Linked DNA regions of Sus scrofa: region 1 is linked to region 2. Evidence: chromatin contacts called from public promoter capture Hi-C data. All regions are on one chromosome and are shown on one strand. Each heading gives the region's core, a stretch centred on a gene start, on an enhancer-like site or on the middle of the called end of the contact. The rest is flanking DNA. Distances are from core to core; before and after follow the strand shown.

Region 1 (5,178 bases), core at 1,935-4,434, 520 kb before region 2:
TGACACACAACTGTGAGATTAAAGGAACTTGTGGCTCCACTGTGTTTATGGACACCGACTACGTACTCTGCGCACACTGTCACGATGAGGAATATTTTTACGGCCAACACGGTCTACGGGTCATTCTAGGACAGATGAATGGAAGGCTTTTCTTTATCCCACCTGCCTTTAGGATCTCGTGGTAGCAACATGGGACTATTTCAATTGACTTCGCCGCTCAGATAATTACAAAAGGATTAATTTCAATAAAACAAGTAGCATTTAAAAATATTTAGGTACATGAAACAACTGGTCTATCAAAAGGAAAATGTATGTATACAAATCCTCATACGTGTATTTTTTAGATGTAAGTAAAAAAGGTAAAGGCCTGGGTCTGTATGTTAAAATGCCTTTTTTTTTTTTTTTTTTGCTTTTTAGAGCTGTACCTGTGGCATATGGAAGTCCCCAGGCTAGGGGTTGAATTGGAGCTGCAGCTGCCAGCCTACACCACAGCTCACGGCAACGCTGGATCCTTAACCCAGTGAGCAAGGCCAGGGATTGAACCTGCATCCTCATGGATACTAGTCAGGTTTGTTACCAGCGAGCCACAATTTTCTAGTTGGCTTAGAAAATTCCTTCTGATTGGGGTGGGACCAGAGCAGGGATGATGAGAGAGAGAAAAAGGATGGAAAAGACGAGGAGACACATCAGGGTGGGGCTGCAAGATGGAACGGATGAGGAAGAGGGGGACGTTGGTACCAATAAAGACCCCAATACACTCGTCTCCAAGCTCCCGGGCACGGAGCTGGAATAGAAACAGAATTTACCAGCACAAAGTCTTTCTTGTAGATCAGAACTTTCACGTCTGTGACCCAGTATCTGCCACTGAGGATATGTCAGGCTCTGCATGAACGGCCCTCTTTAAACCTCAGCCTTGCCTGAACACTGCCGGCAGGCATCAGACATTAATATAAAGAGTGCAATCTACTGCATCTATAGCAACACCTACACACACCTATAGCTTCCTCCCAGGTTTCAAGTCTTATATAGTTGAAGTTCTCAGATTAATGTTTATTGGGAAAGGGTTGGTATTATTAGAATATCAGAATCACTGAGGCCATCAAATAAGTGAAATTATGATTTCTACGACATTTTCTTGTTTCCTGCAAAATATAAAAAAAGAGGGCTTCCCATTGTGGCTCAGCAGGTTAAGAGCTGGACGTAGTGTCTGTGAGGATGCGGATTCAATCCCTGGCCTGGCTCAGTGGGTTAAGGATCTGGCAACGCTGCAAGCTGTGGTGCTGGTCGCAGATGAGGCTTGGATCCAGTATTGCCTGGCTGTGATGTAGGCTGGCAGCTGCAGCTCTGATTCAACCCCTAACCTGGGAACTTCCATAGGCCACAGGTGCAGCTATAAAAAGGGAAAAAAGAAAAAAAAAAATATATATGTAGGTATGTATTAAGGAATCATAACATACATAATATTTGAGTTTGTTACCACATAGGTTAGTGATTATCAATATTTTGATAATGCTACAAAGGTTTTGCTCTTCTAAACCTGTTAAGATAAAAGCAGTAATAAATTATTAGGGATTTTAGGACTTTTTAAAAGGAAACTTACGACCTGAGAAATATACATTTCTATTTCAAATCTTTGTATAAGTGAAACTTCTGGACCACACACACAAAAATAGTTTCTTTCCCAAGCTTGGAAAAATCACATCTTCAATGACACGTTGGGTAGCTCGTCCTTTGAAATGTCAATCTCAGTGAGATTTAAATCTTCAATAGGAGTAAGAGTAGTTTTTTAAAAAATTTCAGGGAGTTCTCGTCATGGCGCAGTGGTTAACGAATCCGACTAGGAACCATGAGGTTGCGGGTTCGATCCCTGCCCTTGCTCAGTGGGTTAACGATCCGGAGTTGCCATGAACTGTGGTGTTGCAGACGCGGCTCGGATCCCACGTTGCTGTGGCTCTGGCGTAGGCCGGTGGCTGCAGCTCCGATTAGACCCCTAGCCTGGGAACCTCCATGTGCCGCGGGAGCGGCCCAAAAAATAGCAAAAAGACAAAAAAATAAAAAAATAAAAAATTTCAATTAACGATCAAGTTCTAGTTTAATGAAATCTACTGGCTGCATAGCTAATTATCTGTCCATTTCAGTAGGGGTTCTCTGAGCCATTTTTGCAATCTCGCCTTATATTTTGGTGTGGTGGAACCTATAAGGAGGAAAATATAGTAAAAATAGCTTATAGAGCACAATTTGCATTCTGAGGACCTGAATAAAACTATTTCACTTCCTAGAAAGCAAAGGTTTACAACTGATAATGAGCATTTTAAAAAAAAATTTACACATTGTTGCTATGTCAGATTTCTACCTCTCATTTTAGCAAAATAATATATGAATTAAATCACTTCTCATCACCCTCTCCAAGTTTCACAAATACTACCACTTTTTTTCTTGAAGTTCTTGACTTCACCCTCTCGTTTCTTTCCTCAAAGTGTCAAAACCACTGTCTCGGGCCCTACTGAATTAAATCAGGAGGTGAAAGCAGACAAGTGAGATGAGCTCCCGAGCAGGTGATTGAGGAGCTGCGGCAGCAGGCTGGGGTCTGGGTGGGCGAGGGGCCTGGGAGCACGGGGAGGGGCGGAGATCAGCGAGCGAGGAGGACCGGTGGAGGGAGTGAGGTCTGGGAGCGGATGAAGTGAGGCGGGGAGGCCGGAGGAAGAGATGTCGAGGCGGGGGAGGCGAGGTCAGGAGAGCACAGCCTCTAGGTCGGGGCGCAGAAGGAGGCGGTCTCCGCCGGCACTCACCCTACAGGCTGCTGATGAAGCCGTCTCACGCACCATCCGCGCCGCCCCTCTGTGGGGCGCGAAAGCCACCGCGGCCGCGAGAACGGAAGGCAGCAGGTGGCGGAGGCTAACGATGAGCAGGGGGCGCCCGGCGAAGCGGGGCTGCGGAGCCGCTGGAATTTGAAGTAGAGGACGAGCAGCAGCAGGATGCTTCCGGCGCAGCAGTGCCCCGCACCCGTAGTCGCCCCGATAGGCGGCGTGAGGGCCCCACGGCGCCCTCGCCGCCCCGCCACCTCTCTGGGTGTGCACGCCAGGCGCCGGCGCGCACCGCTCTGGTTGGGGCTCTGCGCGGGGCTCTGCGCACTCAGAGGTCCCCGTCGCCCCTTTCTGCCCCTGCGCAGACCGCTGACGCCGCTCGTAACCCCGCCCCTTCCCGCCCTGTAGCCCCGCCCCTACCCCCTCCCTACCGTAACCCCGCCCTTTCCCTCCCTGTAGCCCCGCCCCTACGCCCCTCCCAGCCGTAACCCCGCCCCCTAGCGCCCTGTAGCCCCGCCCCGGAGCACCTCCCAACCTTAACCCCTCCCCTGCTCGCTGTCCAAGCTGCTTCCTGATTCGCCGGGTCCTCTCCCCACGCCCTGAGGTCCCCAGTAACCCGCCACCGCCGGCACAGTCCGTGGGGGCCTGGAGGCAAAGCATCGCCGGGGGCTCCTCTCTCCGCAGCCCTCCTCACCCAGCTGGAAGGGCTCTCCTCTTTCCCCACTCACTCCCTCATTAAGGACCATTTATGGCAGGATCCTTTGGCTTCTCCCTCTCCGGGAAGCTGTTACTACCCGCTCGCGTACTGCACACTTGAGGTAAGCCCCGGCTGCACCCCAGGCCTGCTCATTTTGCCCTTGCTGTCCTCCATGCAGGGGCGCTGTGGCGACTGAGGCGGCGCCCTCGAGCTCCAGCCCACATCTCGCAGTTGCAGAGAGGTGGGTGCTATACCTGGGGCAGCACCTCTGGCCTTTTACCCAGTGAAAATAGAGGGCAAGGCAAGCATAGGTCCCGGAACTGACCGTAGTCTTTGCGGGGTGCACAGTCCTGAGCTGGTCCTACAGGCTGTCCTGGGCGCCGCTGGCCAGCACTGTGCCTGTGCAAGGGCGAAGGAACTGCCCTCCACGAGGGAGTGTGTCTCCCACCTCCATTAGAAGATCCCTAGAAAATTGCTAGCTTCACTGAACCCCGGTTTTGTGGGCCTTGGAGATATAATCTAATTGTCAAGACAAGGTTACTTCCTATCATGGTGCATGGAGCAATAGCTGGTGATTTTTTCTTAAGGCTTCCGATCTGGACTTGTCCTCTAGGGGACTCACCCACCCAGTCCTTTTAAAAACTCTAATTTTATATTTTAGATTTATACAACCATTTAACAAGCTCTGTGCCTAATATCCGTTGTGTTTACAACATGTGCCTAGTCTACAGTAAGGTCTTAATAAATAGTAGTTTGATGCATGCTTAAATGAAGAGGGACTCTGTGTTTTTTCCCAAGGTATTCATTCATTCTTTCATTGGTGCTGAGTTCCTGTCCTCATAAAGCTTATGTTCCAGTCGTGTTGGGAGAACAGATGATAATCAAATATGTAGTGTTGTGAAATGTGCCATAAAGAAAATAAGACAGGAGCTCCTGTTGTGGCTCAACAGGATGCAGCCACTGTGACTGCAGTGGCTCAAAAAACATGGATTTATCGTATGATCCAGCCATTCTGCTTCTAGATATATAGCCAAAAGAATTAATTGAAAGCAGGGGCTGGAACATGATTTTGTCCACCAGTGTTCATAGTAGTAGTATTCCCAATAGCCAAACGGTGGAAATAAACCAAATGTCCATCCACAGAAAAATGGATACACAAAATGCGATATGTACATACAATGAATATTATTCCATCATAAAAAGAAATGAAATTCTAATACGTGCTGCAACATAGATAAATCTTGAAAACATTATGCTAAGTGAAATAAGCCAGACACAAAAGGACAAATATATGATTCCGCTTCTGTGAGGGACTGAGAATAGGCAAATTCTTAATGACAGAATGTAGAATAGTTCAGGGCTGCGGGGAGGGCGGGATGGGGAGTTAGCGGTTCACGGGTACAGAGCTTCAGTTCGGGAGGTTGTCAAAGTTCTGGAAATGAAGAGCGGGGATGGTAGCACAGGTAGATAGTTGATTATGCCACTGAACTGCTCACTTAAAATGACTGAGATGATAAATTTTATGTTCTGCATATTTTGCCACAATAAAAAGCATTTTCAGATTGTGCCTGCATCTCATTCTGTTAAAGTAGGAGAAGCGTGCAGATGTAACCAGTTTACTGAGTGAGCTGGACTCGGTAGGTGCAAGTGAAATGAACTTGATCTCCAATATCTTTT
Region 2 (5,163 bases), core at 2,384-4,883:
CTTCCATTTTTTCCTCCTGCCCTTTCCTTAGAATCACAGACCCTGGATGCGGGGTCTCAACTGTGGCTTTGCCACTAACAAGCCATGGGACCTTGGATCTGTCTCTTAACCTTTGCACACCTCCGTTTCCCTCTTTCAAATGAGGATCAGTGTCACCTACAGCTCCGGTTCCACCCCTGGCCCGGGCACTTTCATATGCTGCGGGTGCAGCTGTTAGAAAAAATAAAATAAAAAGTTGTGTATCAGTCATGTACGATGTGCCAAGTACACAGTTTTTATTGAATCCTCATCTCTCTCTATTACTTTTGCTATTTTATAGACGTGAAAGTTGAAACCTAGCCAAGTTTTCCTGCCCGCGGTCCCCAGGATTTGAACTCAGTCCTCTGCCGCCTACACCACCCTGGGTGGTAGTGGCCCTGGGTGTCCCTGTCTGTTCTCCTCTCTGTCAGAGCTCATCCCAGATTCCTCCTCCGTCCATCCCACCCCTATGGATAAAGGGGGGCTGAACCCAAGTCTTGCAAACGCACGCCTCCTGCTGACCTTGAGTTCCTGGTCCCGTCTTCAGAGTCCTGGGTCCTCACGTTTTCTATCTGTTTTTAGGCGAGCACCTCCGGGAAAGTGCACATACAAGCCGGTGCCGGTGAAAATCAAGAGTAAGCGGATCCCATTCAGGCCACTAGCCAGTGAGTCTGTCTTTGTCTTTGGGCTCAGGGCTTGGCATCCAGGCGCCCGCACAGTGCCCTCTGCAGACAGCTGCCATCCTGGGGCGGGAGGTCTTTTCTCACCAAGGCTTATCCTCTGGGTGAGGACTGGGACCCATGGCTCTGTCTAGATGTCTCCTCTGCGACCAGACGGAGAGGGCCAGCACCTGCTTTTGCTGTGACCTGTGGTCCCTCGTTCGTTCCTTCCTTCCTTTGTGGCCATCCCTGGGGACACAGCAGTGAGCCTGACCTACAGGAGTTCTGAGTCCAGTGAGAGGGCGCATGGAGCACAGGCAAATGAAGAAATAGATGCAGCACGGAGGCTCTGGCTAGAAGGATGTCCAGGCCTCTGACTGGGCCCCCAGCCGGAGGCCCTCTTCCAGGCTAGGTGCGGAGTCAGGAAAGACTCACAGCGGAAGGATGCTGTTTCCAAGGGAACTCTTCTAGAGCCATGCAGCATTGGAGGAATCCCATCACAAAGGAATTGTTTTGGGAGTTCCCATTGGGGCTCAGCAGTAAGGAACCTGACTAGTACCCATGAGGATGCGGGTTTCAATCCCTGGCCTTGATCAGTGGGTTAAGGATCTGGAATTGCCATGAGCTGCTTGTAGGTCACAGATGCTGCCCGGATCTGGCGTTGCTCTGGCTGTGGTGTGTGTAGGCTTGCAGCTGCAGCTGCTATTTGACTCCAAGCCTGGGAACCTCTGTATGCCTTAAAAAGAAAAAAAAAAAAAAAAAAAAGTATTTTTAGATCAAGGCCAGTGAAGGACATTAAAAATGTTAATTTCAAAAGAACTTACATTCAAGGAGTTCCCGTTGTGGCGCAGTGGTTAACGAATCCGACTAGGAACCATGAGGTGGCGGGTTCGGTCCCTGCCCTTGCTCAGTGGGTTAAGGATCCGGCGTTGCTGTGAGCTGTGGTGTAGGTTGCAGATGCAGCTTGGATCCCGCGTTGCTGTGGCTCTGGTGTAGGCCAGTGGCTGCAGCTCCAATTAGACCCCTAGCCTGGGAACCTCCATATGCCTCGGGAGCGGCCCAAGAAATAGCAAAAAGACAAAAAAAAAAAAAAAAAAAAAGAACTTACATTCAAGAACCCTCAAGCGAGCACAGGTTTCCTGGGTGGCACTTCCCTTAGAGCTGCTTTCCAGGGCTTCTATTTCTACTAAATAAATATTTGTTTCCCAGAGACGGTCTTGGACTTGCTAAAGGAGCAAGCTGAAGAAGCTGCTAGAAAATCATCCAACGCAACTGTAACTTCCAGGCCAGACCGGGCCTCCTCTCGGAAAGGCCCCTCCAAGAAGCCAGCTTCCCCCACAAGCAGCAGGAAGCCGTTTCCTCGGCCTGGGGCAAAGAAGCGAGTGTGGTCCCCAGGCCCCCAGGGGAGGAGGAAGCAGAGCCCCAAGACCCCCCCAGGCAGAGGGGCACAGCGGCAGCGAGCTGGCAGGAGCCTCCCTCTGATGCTTCCGTCAAGGTGGTGGGTCAGGGGATGAGCTTCCAGTTTGCCCCTGGGGAACTGCTGCTGCTGCTGCTGCTGCTGCTGCACATGACCTTAGACACCTGGGAAGCTGGGGTGCAGGCGAGGACCAGTGGTGAGAGCTTGACCTTGGGCTGCGCAGTGGTCTTCTCCTCAAGAACCTTGTCCTCTGACCTGACCGGATGCCCCATGTCCGCTTCTGCAGCGAGACCAAAGCCCATGTTGCCAGGCTACCTGGCTGCCTGTTTGCCAGTCTGTAAACCCGCTTGGAAGTCCACTGTGTGTCCCTGTTTGTAAGTGCCCGTGACCTAAGGCAATAAATCAACACTTGCTCAAATGGACCCGGAGTGTTTGATCTCCTGGATGCTTGCCTGGTGGTAAGAAATGGGACGTGGAGTTCCCGCGTGGGGCAGGGGCTCGGCAGCGTCTCTGCGGGCCAGCACGCAGGTTCTGAGCCTGGCCAGGCACAGCAGGTTAAAGGATCCAGTTGCCCCAGCGGGGCCTAGGTCGCAGCTGCGACTGGGATTTGATCCCTGGCCCGGGAACTCCCTATGCCCAGGTGGCCGAAAAAGACAGAAAAGAAAAAAAAAAAAAAAATCTGCCGTGCTTCACCCAGTTTGCCTAAGAGCCATGTGTCACTCCCAAGCCTCATCTCAGGTCTAAGAGGGGGCTTGTAGTGATGCCTTTGGGGGAGAGCTCCTCTAAAATGGATGTCTCCTTCGCCCTCACTGAAGCGAGGGTATGAATAAAGGCAGGTCCTCTGGCGCCTACTGTTCTGCGGGGCAGAGAGCATAGCAAACATGACTACAGGTTGCATACCTATTATGTGCTAAGTTTATATCCACTCTCCAAAACCTCAAAACCTTGCTGCTTGCGTGTTGCCCCATCACTTCTGCTGCAGATCAGGGAAGTGAGGCCTGGCGAGGTTAGGCCACTTGCCCTGGACCACGGCAGCAAGGGAGCGGGGAATTGTTCAGCTGGACTTGAACCAACGCCCCTGTCAGCCTCTCTGGGGGCCCCCAGGGAGGGTGGTGGCTTTTAACCTGGTACTTGAGGAATGACAGAGCTAAGAGCTTCAACAAGTTCTCCAGATTCTGCAGAGTACCCGGAAGAATATAGGCAATTTGACTTAATGGAACAAAACCAAAAATGCCAGGGTTTTAGGATCCAGAGCTAAAATCTTGCAAGCCAAGAAATTGTCCCAGTCACATCATCCTCAAAAGAACCCAGATTAAGAAATACATTCTCTTGTTTTTTGTGGAGTTTGGGTTATGCTGGGGGAGATACTTGATTTCGTCTCAACAAGTGCCATGCTTACAGCTTGCCAGGCACAGTACAGGCTCTGGGAGACCCAAAGAGATGAAAGGCTTACCTGCTGTAAGCACTGTTAAGCATTAACTTGAACTCAAGGTCATGAGACTCGGGATCCTTGAACTTGCCCCATATGAGAGCTGCAAATGGGAGCCGCCCATTTAATTAAAATTTTTCTAGTAGCCAAAAAAAGGTAAAATTAATGCAATTACACAATTTATTTAATCCTGTATATTATGGTATTATTGTTTCAATATGTAATTGATTAAAAATTACTAATGGGATAGTTGACATTCTTTTTTTTTTTTTTTTGGTACTGAATTTTCTAAACCCAATGTGTATTTTATTTCAGCAAATCTCAATCTGGAATAGCCACATTTCAGGCACTCAATGGTTTCATGTGGCAGGGGGCTAGTTTATAGACAGTCCTTTATCAAAACATCCTGGGTGCGGACAATTTCTGTATTCAGAAAATGCTCTGGGGAATTCCCGTTGTGGCTCAGCGGAAACAAACCCAACTAGTAGCCATGAGGATGCGGGTTTGATCCCTGGCCTCTCTCGGTAGGTTAAGGATCCGTGGTTACCACCAGCTGTGGTGTAGGTAGCAGATGCAGCGCGGATCTTACATTGCTGTGTCGTGGGTCAGCAGCTGTAGCTCTGATTCGACCCCTCACCTGGGAACTCCCATATGCCACTCGTGGCCCTTAAAAAAAGAAACAGAAAAGAAAGGGCACTGGTGACTATAGTCACCCAGCATTCGGGAATTCAGGGTAAAAACTGCAAACCTTGGCTTCCCGCGCAGCCCGGGCCCGTTTATTTCGGGGAATCGCTCCCTCTTTCTCTCGTAGGGGGCAGGATGGTGGCGCCAAGCTGGGCTCTGAACGCCAAGCTGCCACGTGTCCTCGTCCAGGCCACGCGGGCCAATCTCTGGGCCCGGCAACAGGGTCTGGAGGCGCCCTCGCCGCGGGTCGGGCCAGCGAGAGCCGGGCTCCAGCGCCACCAGGCGGCCGCGCGGCGTCACTGCAGGCGCAGCCACGTCCCGCCCGCCCCGCGCACCCGCGCCGCGCGCCGCGCGCCGTCGAGGTCCCCGCGTCGCCGCCCTCTGCCTTTCGTAACTCGGCGCGGGGTCTGGGTTTGCAGGGCTTTGAAAACGAGCCCCCGGCGCCTTGCGCCCTCTCTTCCGGCGCTCTGGCCGCAGATTCGGGTAGCGCCGGCCACCGTGGACCATTTTTCTTTTTTTCCTGCTTCGCGGCGTTCCAGGATTTTCTCTTCCGGGTCGCTCTGAGGCACGGTAAGCATGTTCGTGATTTATATTTCAGGACTAAGTCCTGCCAGAAGTACCGTTTTTTAGAAATCACTGTTTCATTTTGGAATCCCTGGTGCGTATTTACGCGGGATGGTTTTTTAAAAAAAGCGGAAATGCAGATGAGGCCCCAGCGAGGATCGAACTCGCGACCCCTGGTTTACAAGACCAGTGCTCTAACCACTGAGCTATGGAGCCTGCTCACTACCTGGCGCGCTGTAATTCAAGGACATTGGAAGTAACATTGCTTTCCGGCAGTCTCAATTAACTGACCCTCGGCGTCCACTATCTCGGACAATTGTAAAGACAACGTAATAAGCAGAAAAAAAAGCCGAATCTCAAAATTGTATGTTTATGATTACCAAACACGAATT

What was found. Promoter capture Hi-C pulls out the DNA fragments that hold promoters and counts their contacts.
Region 1: a contact with region 2 is called in a promoter capture Hi-C map of fetal liver, with 2.2 times the contacts expected there. The contact joins the promoter of CHML here to the promoter of LOC110255736 in region 2. A contact is called at or near these places in 1 of 5 promoter capture datasets (fetal liver), 1 of 47 Hi-C or Micro-C datasets (embryonic fibroblasts) and 1 of 2 datasets of contacts at active chromatin or transcription factors (alveolar macrophages).

Annotation. Positions count from the first base shown.
Region 1 is chr10:11,833,478-11,838,655 of Sscrofa11.1, reverse strand. CHML (rab proteins geranylgeranyltransferase component A 2) reads right to left here and starts at 3,184. Exons shown (of 2, transcript XM_021064370.1): 1 at 2,790-3,184. It overlaps WDR64 (WD repeat-containing protein 64), which reads left to right and starts at 3,369. Exons shown (of 28, transcript XM_021064368.1): 1 at 3,369-3,622.
Region 2 is chr10:11,313,200-11,318,362 of Sscrofa11.1, reverse strand. It overlaps LOC110255736, which reads left to right and starts at 3,633. Exons shown (of 7, transcript XM_021065090.1): 1 at 3,633-3,679; 2 at 4,335-4,777. The coding sequence starts at 3,633. HHIPL2 (HHIP-like protein 2) reads left to right here. Exons shown (of 10, transcript XR_002336124.1): 9 at 1-683; 10 at 1,887-2,516. TRNAT-UGU (a tRNA gene) reads right to left here and starts at 4,987; the gene lies at 4,915-4,987.